Regions from separate parts of the Oncorhynchus mykiss genome. Here region 2 is linked to region 1. A link is a contact called in public Hi-C data. All regions are on one chromosome and are shown on one strand. The core of a region is the stretch at or near the end of the contact, and the rest is flanking DNA. Distances in the headings are between cores, read along the strand shown. Region 1 holds the start of LOC110532017 (protein kinase C-binding protein 1). Region 2 holds the start of LOC110532024 (prostaglandin E synthase 3).

Region 1 (5,993 bases), core at 2,385-4,884:
AACACTTATAAAACATGGAGGACACTCTCAGCCCGGGAAGGCTCCTCTCTTCAGGCAAGGCGATCAGGCCCGTCTGATGGTAGCCAGGCCCTGACTGGCCCCTTTCTCACAAGCGAGATGTAAGGCCGCATCCGATTGGCCGAAGCATTTCCTGAGTAATTATCTTTGTTCAGCGCAGGCAGGAGCAGCTCTGAGTGCGGGAGAGACAGGGAGAGAAAAAAAGAGAGAAAGCTAGGCCCTAATTACAAAATAACACATTTAACTGCATTTCAGTGACCTAAAGAACACATATAACAATGTAATACCGTTACCTAAGGTTGCATCTGATGCACGTTGTGTTATTTTCATGGATAATATATTAAAAATGTCAGCATGTAGAAAATGAAAAAAGGACAACAGGGCTGCTCTGCTGTAGCCTCCATTTTTGTAGAGAAGGCCTTTGTCTAAACCCCTCCCTCCTCCTCAACTGTCTTCAGGCGAGCGAGAGAGGGCACACAGTTCTTCACCAAAACAACTACAACCAAGGCTAGAAGAAATTGCACACCATTTAGAATGTAGACCAGGGAATCTTTCCCTATAACATTAATGGAATTAAAAATAACTAAATGGTAAATCCATATTATATAAAAATTTGGATTAACATAAAAGGAAACAGGTTACAAATATTCTGTAATAAATATAAATTAATTCTATACAAAAGGCTATATATGGGCTTGTTCCAAAATAAAAGTATAGCTGTTATGTACACTATTTCATGACGGGAGACAATGATCTGCTAATAGCTTTTAAAAAATGTTGGTGGAAAAATAATACTTTCATAATTATTAATAAATCATCAGGCCAAAAAGCATTATTTTAAAGTACAGGCCAAATAGACTAAAAAAACATGCAAATGGACCTCCTCAAAATGAAAGGCCCATATTGTTTTTGCTAAAATTAAGTTTTGAAAATAAATATATAAAATACCTATAAAAATGGCTAATTTTGGGGCTGTGTGTACGTTTGTTGTAAGGATGTCCCAGCTGTGGAATATTCTAGTTTGTGGATGGTTATTGTTTTGGAGTATTCTATAAGGCCTAATCCATAACATATAGGCAGGCTTAGGCTAGTTAATTTCTGGTCCTACAATTGAGGTTGGAAAGGGTGCGTAATACATGACAAAAGTTGGGGAAAGGGATGGGATTTTGTAATGCCAGACCCAAGAAGGTTAGTGTGTGCATGTAGGTGTGTTCCAAGAAACCTCCTGCTTGCATCATGTGCTTTGTGATATCATCAATAATTCACTATACCTAGGTAACAGCCCGTCTGTTATCGTTTGTGATCTCAGACAGGAGTTTGTCAATTAGAGTAGGTTTTAAATAGCCAACCAGGCCACACTCACAACACAGAGGTTACAAGCAATGGTAACACTCTGTGCTTGTAACTTCGATTACCATTCACTGTGCCCTCGCCATTTGCCCCCCATTCCTTGCCACAGGGACGGCTTGTGAATAGAAAAGTGATTATATCTATACAAAGGAAATGTTGTTGTGAGCACAGGATGTGTGCTTGGTGGAGAAGTGGGGCTTTAAGAACACAGAGGTCATTGGTTTTATAACAAACACATGTGCAATGCTGTCCTCTAGTGAATACATGGAGAAAAGCGACAGTCAGGCTATTTTAAATGCAGGTTTTTTTTATTTTTAATTTAACCTCTCAAGTCAGTTAAGAACCCCTCCTTATTTACAATGAACAGTGGGTTAACTGCCTTGTTCAGGGGCAGAACAACAGATGTTTACCTTGTCAGCTCGGGGATTCGATCTGGCAAACTTCCGGTTACTAGTCCAATGCTCTAACCACTAGGCTACCTGCCGCCCCAAAACCCTCACTCTTCACGCCTGCCTGATGTCTCCATATGAATACGTGTCACTGGTCAAGTGCTAAATGTTACTTTAGTCGCCTTGCCTAATTTGACAGCTATCTAGCCTAAATAGATAAGACGTATGCTCCTCTGAACAATTTATGCTCTATGTTGCCTAAAAGGACAACTGTTTGGCCAGATGGTTATAGCTCTGAGCCCTTTGCTACATGCTCTTTTTGGGAATCTAGGCCAGGTTATAGTGAACACTTGTTTGACAAATTTGTATGGCAAATGTTGTTGAAAGGGTTAGGCCTACTTTGATTGGTTTTCAATCAGCTCATACTCCTGGTCCCTTGACCATTGTGTAATGTTCATGGAACAGTTAGGAGTTAGCTAGGTTTAAAAAGTGAAGTGTACAGAAAAAGTCATCCATCACTGTACTCCCACTACAGGGACATGCAGACATTGAGATATCTGATTTCTGGCATATGTACAATTGATATGGCGAAGCCAAATCATGCCATAACAACTCATATCGATATGGTTTGACAACCTATTCTAAAATAAATATGTTGCACAACGTTGTTATTCTTGAATGTGAGGGCTGGGGTCAGGAGGTCAGGCATGGCTGAATAAATGACAGGCCAGGGTGAAAGGCATTAACAGTAGGGTGAGACTATATTATTGCTAGCTAGGTTGTTTCCTTTTGTCTATCTACAGTACTTAAATATACTTTACACTTGCAAAGTGTCGCTAACTATATCAAACTGGATTTACCCCAACTTTCTTTGCGTTCAGTGTGCTCTGCCGGATAGCAAAGTTAGCCTAACGCGTTACTGTACCTAGCTAGCTAATAACAACCGTTTCCCGGTTCACATTGAGAAATGTGCCTATTTTAAAACGCTTTATGTTACTTAAACTAAAGGAATAAATGGTCTTTCACGTAAAACAATCAATACGTACCCGGAAATGAAGACAGCTATAGAACAATATTTATGACTGGACAGAATGAAAAATGGCTTGGAGGTAACGTTTTCCCCACATAGTCTCTAAACATTCTGTACAGTCTTTGGTATCCCCTTCGTTGCTTCAACATTGGAAAATCTCCTTCTCAAAAGCCATTGGATGAAAAGCCAAAGGCTCCTCCCCTCTGACCTTCTCATGCAAAGAGATGTTGATAAGGAGCAGAGGAGCGAGGAGTATGCAATCATAGAATTAGGAATTAGATGACTTACTATTTACACATAATAATTACATGATTAAAAACGCAGTGTAATAGGATATATATGAATTCAATATAGATCTTCCTCCTCATGACTTGGGATAGGAGGCTTCCCGACACCTCCTCCATCAATTCCCTTGCACGCCATTTGTTCAGCCTAGTGTCAATCATGAGTTCAACGAGGCGGGATTTTCTAGCTACGTCCTATGGGCAGTTCATGTGTAGGAACTGGGTCAGTGCTATCCGAATCCTTTGGACGTTCCTACCCTAAACTTAATTTTACATTTCAAATTCAATGGAGTAAGAACAGCCGGGAGGAAGCATTTGAATAACTTTCTCGTCCTAGCACAAGTGTCAAACTCATTCCACGGAGTGTCTGGCTGCGTGTTTTCACTTGACCCTTGTATTTGATTGATGAATTAAATTCATAAATTAGTAAATTACTCCCCTCACCTGGTTGTCAAGGTCTTCATTGAAAAGAAAAAACAAAAACCCGCAGACACCCCGCCCTCCGCGGAATGAGTTTAACACACCCCTATCCTAGCAACAGAATATTATGTCGTTATGTCAAACTAGTGCGGTTGATTTGAAGGCTTGATCATGCGCTGTTCCGCGCGAAACAACCGTTCAGGGTTGCCAGGTTCTGCTCAAAATGTATTGCCCAATGACCTCTCAAAACCCGCACAAAGGCCTGAAACTAGCCCAATTATTATGTTTTTTCACAGCAAGAGGAGTTGCCATATGTATACAATAAACCCTTTTTCCATAACGTTATCGAGCCATTTAAGAAGGAATATCATAGTAACTTGTCACAACTTTAGAAGCAAAATGTGGGTTTCCTCAAAATAATACTTATTGCAAGCTATGACATGATGTAATAAAGGAATTTGAATATGTGACAAGTGAAAAGATCACTCTCCCATATTAAAACCTCTACAGGATCGCTGTCCCTATACCCGGACGGCTGATGCGCTAACTACAAGTGAAAAGATCACTCTCCCATATTAAAACCTCTACAGGATCGCTGTCCCTATACCCGGACGGCTGATGCGCTAACTAACGGGTGGTAATGTGACTAGAATGATGTTGTAAGTAACAGCAACTTTCCAGGACATAGACATGTCTTATATGGGCAGAAATCTTAAATGATTGTTAATCAAACTGCCCTGTCCAATTTACAGTGGCTATTACAGTGAAAAAATGCCATGCTATTGTTTGAGGCGAGTGCACAACAACAAAAAACTTTTATCACGGAACTGGTTTGATACATTCACCTCCGAAACAAAATAATGTACTTACACTTACTATGAGCTAAGCCCAAGATGGCATAGCAGTCAGACGTCCTTTGTCCTCGTCTTGTCGTGTCCCGTATATATATATATATATTTACACCTTTCTTCGCATATCTTTTATATATTTTATTTTCCAAAAACTCAACTTCAAAACATTCTCCTGCAACCCGCCTCACCAATTTAAAAAATATATATTATTTACCTCAAATCTGAAATCTACAATAGAAGCTAGCCAGAAGCTAACCAGAAGCTAACCAGAAGCTAGCCAGAAGCTAACCAGTTTACTGGCTAACGTTAGTATTCAGCTAACCACAGTTTGTGGTCATCAGCTATCCTTTAGCTCGAAAATCTATCTGCAGTTTTGTACAACGTGACTCAGACCAGAACATACCGGACCTATTTTTCTCTCCATATCCCCGGATTTCAACGGCAAGCTCTGGACATTTACACCTGGATCTCACAGCTAGCTAGCTGCTATCCGTTTGACTATTGGCTTACGTTGATCCCGGTGCAAACATCAATTATTCCGGAGCTAGCCAGCTGAAGAGTTCCATCAGCCACTCCTAGGCTACAATCACCTATCCAGACCCGTTTTACTGCCAATGCGGAGCCCCACTTGGCCTTCACGACTGGACTACCGACGTTATCTGCCCGAGGGAGTTATCCAACTGGCCCCTCTGTCACGACATTACCTGAACGCCCATCTGAGGCCCGCTAATTGTTAGCTGTCTTATCAGCTGCTATCTGAATAGGTCTACCGGACAATTTTTCTTGGGTCACTATAACTATATCTATTTTGACAATTGGATTGATCCCCTCTACCACACGGAACCCCACTAATCTACCGACGGAAACGCACGAGGTGGCTAAAAACAGACCTCCATCATATGCTAGCTTGCTACCGATGGCCCGGCTAGCTGTCTGAATCGCCGTGACCCCAACTAACCTCACTACTCACTGGACCCTTATGATCACTCGACTAAGCATGCCTCTCCTTAATGTCAATATGCCTTTTCCTTTGCTGTTCTGGTTAGTGTTTATTGGCTTCTTTCACTGTAGAGCCTCTAGCCCTGCTCACTATACCTTTTCCAACCTTTCAACCCACACATGCGATGACATCGCCTGGTTTCAATTATGTTTCTAGAGACAATATCTCTCTCATCAACACTCAATACCTAGGTTTACCTCCACTATATTCACATCCTACCATACCTTTGTCTGTACATTATACCTTGAAGCTATTTTATCGCCCCAGAAACCTCCTTTTTTACTCTCTGTTCCAGACGTTCTAGACGACCAATTCTCATAGTTTTTAGCCGTACCCTTATCCTATTCCTCCTCTGTTCCTCTGGTGATGTAGAGGTGAATCCAGGCCCTGCAGTGCCTAGCTCCAGTCCTATTCCCCAGGCGCTCTCTTTTGATGACTTCTGTAACCTTAATAGTCTTGGTTTCATGCATGTTAACATTAGAAGCCTCCTCCCTAAGTTTGTTATATTCACTGCTTTAGCACACTCTGTCAACCCGGATGTTCTAGCCGTGTCTGAATCCTGGCTTAGGAAGACCACCAAAAATTCTGAAATTTTCATCCCTAACTACAACATTGTCAGACAAGATAGAACGGCCAAAGGGGGCGGTGTTG
Region 2 (5,351 bases), core at 1,389-3,888, 310 kb after region 1:
TTCAAAACTGGCATTATGTCATGCCAATCACATATGCAAAGTTCACTGTGCAAACTCAACTGTGATCATTTAAAAACATTTGATTTTTTCATTAATTTAACTACCCCCCCCCCACACTTTGTTATGTTACAGCCTTATTGGAATGGATTCAATTGTTTTTGTCCCCCCTTCAATCGATACAAAATACCCCATAATGACAAAGCACTCAGTACTTTGAAGAACTTTAGGCAGCGATTACAGCCGAGTCACAAGCTTGGCACACTTGTATTTGAGGAGTTTCTCCCATTCTTCCCTGCAGATCCTCTCGAGCTCTGTCAGGTTGGAGGAGCATCGCCGCACAGCCATTTTCACGTCTATCCAAAGATGTTCGACCGGTCAGGGCTCTGGCTGGGCCACTCAAGGACATTGGAGACTTGTCGCACAACCACTCCTGCTGGAAGCTGAACCTTCAGCCTGAGGTCCTGAGAGTACTGTAGCAGGTTTTCATCAAGGATCTCTCTGTACATTGCGTAGTTCATCTTTGCCTCGATCCTGACTAGTCTCCCAGTCCCTGCCGCTGAAAAACACCCACATAGCATGATGCTGCCACCACGCTTCACCTTAGGGATGGTGCCAGATTACCTCCAGATGTGACACTTAGCATTCAGGCCAAAGAGTTCAATCTTGGTTTCACCCAACCAGAGTAACTTGTTCCTCATGGTCTAAGAGTCGTTTGGTGCCTTTTGGCAAACTACAAGCGGGCTGTCATGTGCCTTTTACTGAGGAGTGGCTTCTGTCTGGATAGTAACATAAAGGCCTGATTGGTGGAGTGCTGCAGAGATGGTTGTCCTTCTGAAAGGTTCTTTGGAGCTCTGTCAGAGTGATCACCGGGTTCTTGGTCACCTCCCTGACCAAAGTCCTTCTCCCGATTGCTCAGTTTGGCTGGGCGGCCAGCTCTAGGAAGCGTCTTGGTGGTTCCAAACTTCTTTCATTTAAGAATGATGGGGACCATTGATGGTTCATGGAGCCCATTGATGGTTCTTGGGGACCATCAATGCTGCAGACATTTTTGGGGACCCTCCTACAGATCTGTGCCTTGACACAATCTTGTCTCTGAGTTCTATGGACAATTCCTTCGGCCTCGTGACTGGGTTTTTGCTCTGACAGACATTGTCAACTGTGAGACCTTTCATTTTGTTGACAGGTGTGTGCTTTTCCAAATCATGTCCAATCAATTGAATTTACCACAGGAGAATGCCAATGAAGTTGTAGAATCAGCTGTTTTTATTTTAAATACATTTGCTAACATTTCTACAGACAAGTTATATATTTGTCATTAAGGAGTAGTGTGTGTACAGGTGAGGGGGATTTCCCCCCCCCATTCATTTTAGAATAAGGCTTTAACATAAAATGTGGGAAAAGTCAACGTGCCTGAATACTTTCCGAATGCACGTTAGCTACTATTAAGGACAGTCAACAATGAGCATGCTGTATAGCAATCTCGCTTGGCTTCCATACAGCTACAGTCAGCAGTAGGATAAACAGTCTTTCATTTTGTTGAGAGCAACTGGACATTATCTAACCATTTGCACGGTATGAATAAACATTTCGTCCCAGCAAAACGATGCATCGTTCATTATTTCTATAAATCCTCTTAAGCTGGCTAACTACTTAGGCTAGATAGAGCTCTTTGAACGCTAACGTTACATCTCGTGAATGGATTTCCGTTCTGTGGCTAACGTAAGCTAACTAGCTAGGTAGGTAAGGCCAACCCATGGTGATTTATCTATATGCTAACTAATCTAGCTAGTTAATAAAGTTAATCAGTTGTAGAATATGTTTTGCTACCTGGCTAGTTAGCTAGCGTTAGCTCACTGGAACATGGACAGGAAAACACGCCATGCGGAGCCATGCACTTGACCACACTAACGCGTTAGCTAGCCAGCCAACTTCCGTTACTGTAAGCTAGATAGTTAGCCAGTTAACTAGTTAGTTTCTACTAATGGGCAAAATTCCCATTAGCCAAAAGGGACTGAGTAAACAGAAAACTAGTAAATATTAAGTTGGCTAACGTTAGTAGCTAGCGCTAGTTATCAAATGATGGTCATTGGCATTCTCATGAACTTGCATTGTAAATTAGCTTGGTAGTTAACAGATAGCTATGAAAGAAGGCCCATCATCGCTAGGTGTTCCTCCCGTCTTTCGCAAAAGCATGTTGGTATGCTAGGTAGCTAGCAGCATAACGAACCCAACGACGTTAGCTAGCTACTGGCGCTAGCGTCCTTTTGCTGGCTAAAATTGTACAGGAGCACGCGTTCGCCATTCCTCAAACTTACATGTCTTGTTGTATGTCAAATGCCGTTGTGATCGCCGTCTCCTTGGGGATACACAATTCAATTTAGAATACTGTCCTTGTGGGGATTTCGTTTCAATGGGCTGTAGAAAAGTGTGCGCGAACTACAGAACTGTGTATTGTATTCTACACACTGCAAGGCCACCCTGTCTTACACCTCGAGGACTCCGAATCAGACCTGACGCTGTGACGCAGCTACCGCGCCTTCGACGTTTCTAGAGCCTTCACGAGCAGGGTTGCCAGGTCAAGTCACATTTTCTTAAGCCCAGTGAACTACTCAACATTCTACGGCAAGGCCTGAACACTAGCCCAAATGTTTTGTTTTTCTGCAGCAAGAGGGGAGTTGCCACAATTAGCCCCCCAAATATATATATTTTTTACATAACGTTATCGAGCGAATTAAGGACTATTGACGTAATTTAAAAAATAACAAATGTTAGGCTATTTTTTGTCAATTGTGCCAGATGTTAAAACTACAAACCGTTATAGGTGGCATATTTGCGAGATTGACTTGTCATTTCAATAGGCATAGGCTAATTACATTTCCCCGATAGCCTAGGCAAGATGTAAAATGGACGATTTAGCAGCTTGCTTAGTTCAAATTGAGACTCATTTAACGTAAATAACGAGGTAAGAAGTGCTCCTGTTGCCCAAACGCTTGCTGGAATAGGCTACTGAGGATAGGGTTGTAATTTCAATCACTGAATCATATTAATAATATGGAGGCTAATTATTAAATAGTTTGCCAGCACCAGGTAGGCTACACAAGTGGCACACGTTTATTTGCAATGCCGCCCGTGATTTCAACATATTCATTGAATTAAATGGTTGGATACAGTAACCTACATAGGCATATAAATTACTAGGCTACTTAATGGCCAACATATGTATCCTTCTCAACATGTAATGTCAGTTTCATTGTGGACTTCTCCCCATAACAGAACTAACTTAACTTCAATTTGAAATGTCCCTCGCTCGATTACCAATGACTGACTGCATGTTTTGCTTGATATGGTTTTCCATAAGCAAAGTCGACATTAGAAGGCAGTTTCAACCAATTTATCTCCTGCGCTCTATGGCGCCTAAAGTCGTTTTCCTGTGCTTTGTCGCGGTATTTGACGCACATCAGCGCGTTAATATTTTATGGAAAAGGTTAAGGAAATCGGTGTCTCCATAATGACAACCTAAATAGCATACCTACAACTGCTACGTTGTTGTCATGACGTGCTTCTGTCTTGGGGATCCTGAGTGGCAATGCAGTGCTAGAGGCGTCACTACAGACCCGGGTTCGATCCTGGGTTGTATCACAACCGGCCTTGATCGGGAGTCCCATAGGGTAGCGCACAATTGGCACAGCGTCGTCCGGGTCAGGGAATGGTTTGGCCAGAGTAGGCAGTCATTTTAAATACGAATTTGTTCTTAACCTTTATTTAACTAGGCAAGTTAAATAAAATGCCTCTTCACTCACGTGACTCAGCTACCATATGTTTTTACATTGCCAAAGCAAGTGAAATAGGTAAACAAAAAATGCTCAGTAAACACACACACACAGAAGTTCCAAAGGAATACATTTCAAATGTCATATTATGGCTATATAATGATGTGCAAATAGTTAAAGCACAAAAGGGAACATAAATATGGGTTCTTCACTGTTGCCCATCTCTTGTGGCAACAGGTCACAAATACTGCTGCTGTGATGGCACACTGTGGTATTTCACCCAGTATATGTGAGTTTATCAAAATTGGATGTGTTCGAATTCTTTGTGTGTCTGAAATCTCACTCACTCTGCCTGATAATCAGCAGCAGGTCACAGTGAAATATATACACTGCTCAAAAAAATAAAAGGGAACACTTAAACAACACAATGTAACTCCAAGTCAATCACACTTCTGTGAAATCAAACTGTCCACTTAGGAAGCAACACTGATTGACAAATGTCACATGCTGTTGTGCAAATGGAATAGAAAACAGGTGGAAATTATAGGCAATTAGCAAGACACCCCCAATAAAGGAGTGGTTCTGCAGGTGGTGACCACAGACCACTTCTAAGTTCCTATGCTTCCTGGCTGATGTTTTGGTCACTTTTGAATGCTGGCGGTGCTTTCACTGGTAGCATGAGACGGAGTCTACAACCCACACAAGTGGCTCAGGTAGTGCAGCTCATCCAGGATGGTACATCAATGCAAGCTGTGGCAAGAAGGTTTGCTGTGTCTGTCAGCGTGGTGTCCAGAGCATGGAGGCGCTACCAGGAGACATGCCAGTACATCAGGAGACGTGGAGGAGGCCAACAACCCAGCAGCAGGACCGCTACCTCCGCCTTTGTGCAAAGAGGAGCACTGCCAGAGCCCTGCAAAATGACCTCTAGCAGGCCACAAATGTGCATGTGTCTGCTCAAACGATCAGAAACAGACTCCATGAGGGTGGTATGAGGGCCCGACGTCCACAGGTGGGGGTTGTGCTTTACAGCCCAACACCGCGCAGGACGTTTGGCATTTGCCAGAGAACACCAAGATTGGCAAATTCAGTCAGTCATGGTGTGGGGTGGCATTTCTTTGGGGGGCTGCCATTAGGTACCGAGATGAGATCCTCAGACCCCTTGTGAGACCATATGCTGGTGCGGTTGGCCCTGGGTTCCTCCTAATGCAAGACAATGCTAGACCTCATGTGGCTGGAGTGTGTCAGCAGTTCCTGCAAGAGGAAGGCATTGATGCTATGGACTGGCCCGCCCGTTCCCCAGACCGGAATCCAATTGAGCACATATGGGACATCATGTCTCGCTCCCATCCACCAACGCCACGCTGCACCACAGACTGTCCAGGAGTTGGCGGATGCTTTAGTCCAGGTCTGGGAGGAGATCCCTCAGGAGACCATCCGACACCTCATCAGGAGCATGCCCAGGCGTTGTAGGGAGGTCATACATACACGTGGAGGCCACACACACTAGAGCCTCATTTTGACTTGTTTTAAGGACATTACAAAGTTGGATCAGCCTGTAGTGTGGTTTTCCACTTTAATTTT

What was found. Hi-C and Micro-C count contacts between places; a contact is called where the count stands out from the background.
Region 2: a contact with region 1 is called in a Hi-C map of liver, with 5 times the contacts expected there. The contact joins the promoter of LOC110532024 here to the promoter of LOC110532017 in region 1. A contact is called at or near these places in 2 of 3 Hi-C or Micro-C datasets (blood and liver).

Annotation. Positions count from the first base shown.
Region 1 is chr9:39,015,827-39,021,819 of USDA_OmykA_1.1, forward strand. LOC110532017 (protein kinase C-binding protein 1) reads right to left here and starts at 3,635. Exons shown (of 21, transcript XM_036987938.1): 1 at 3,516-3,635; 2 at 1-190.
Region 2 is chr9:39,331,516-39,336,866 of USDA_OmykA_1.1, forward strand. LOC110532024 (prostaglandin E synthase 3) reads right to left here and starts at 2,639. Exons shown (of 8, transcript XM_021615610.2): 1 at 2,316-2,639. The coding sequence starts at 2,317.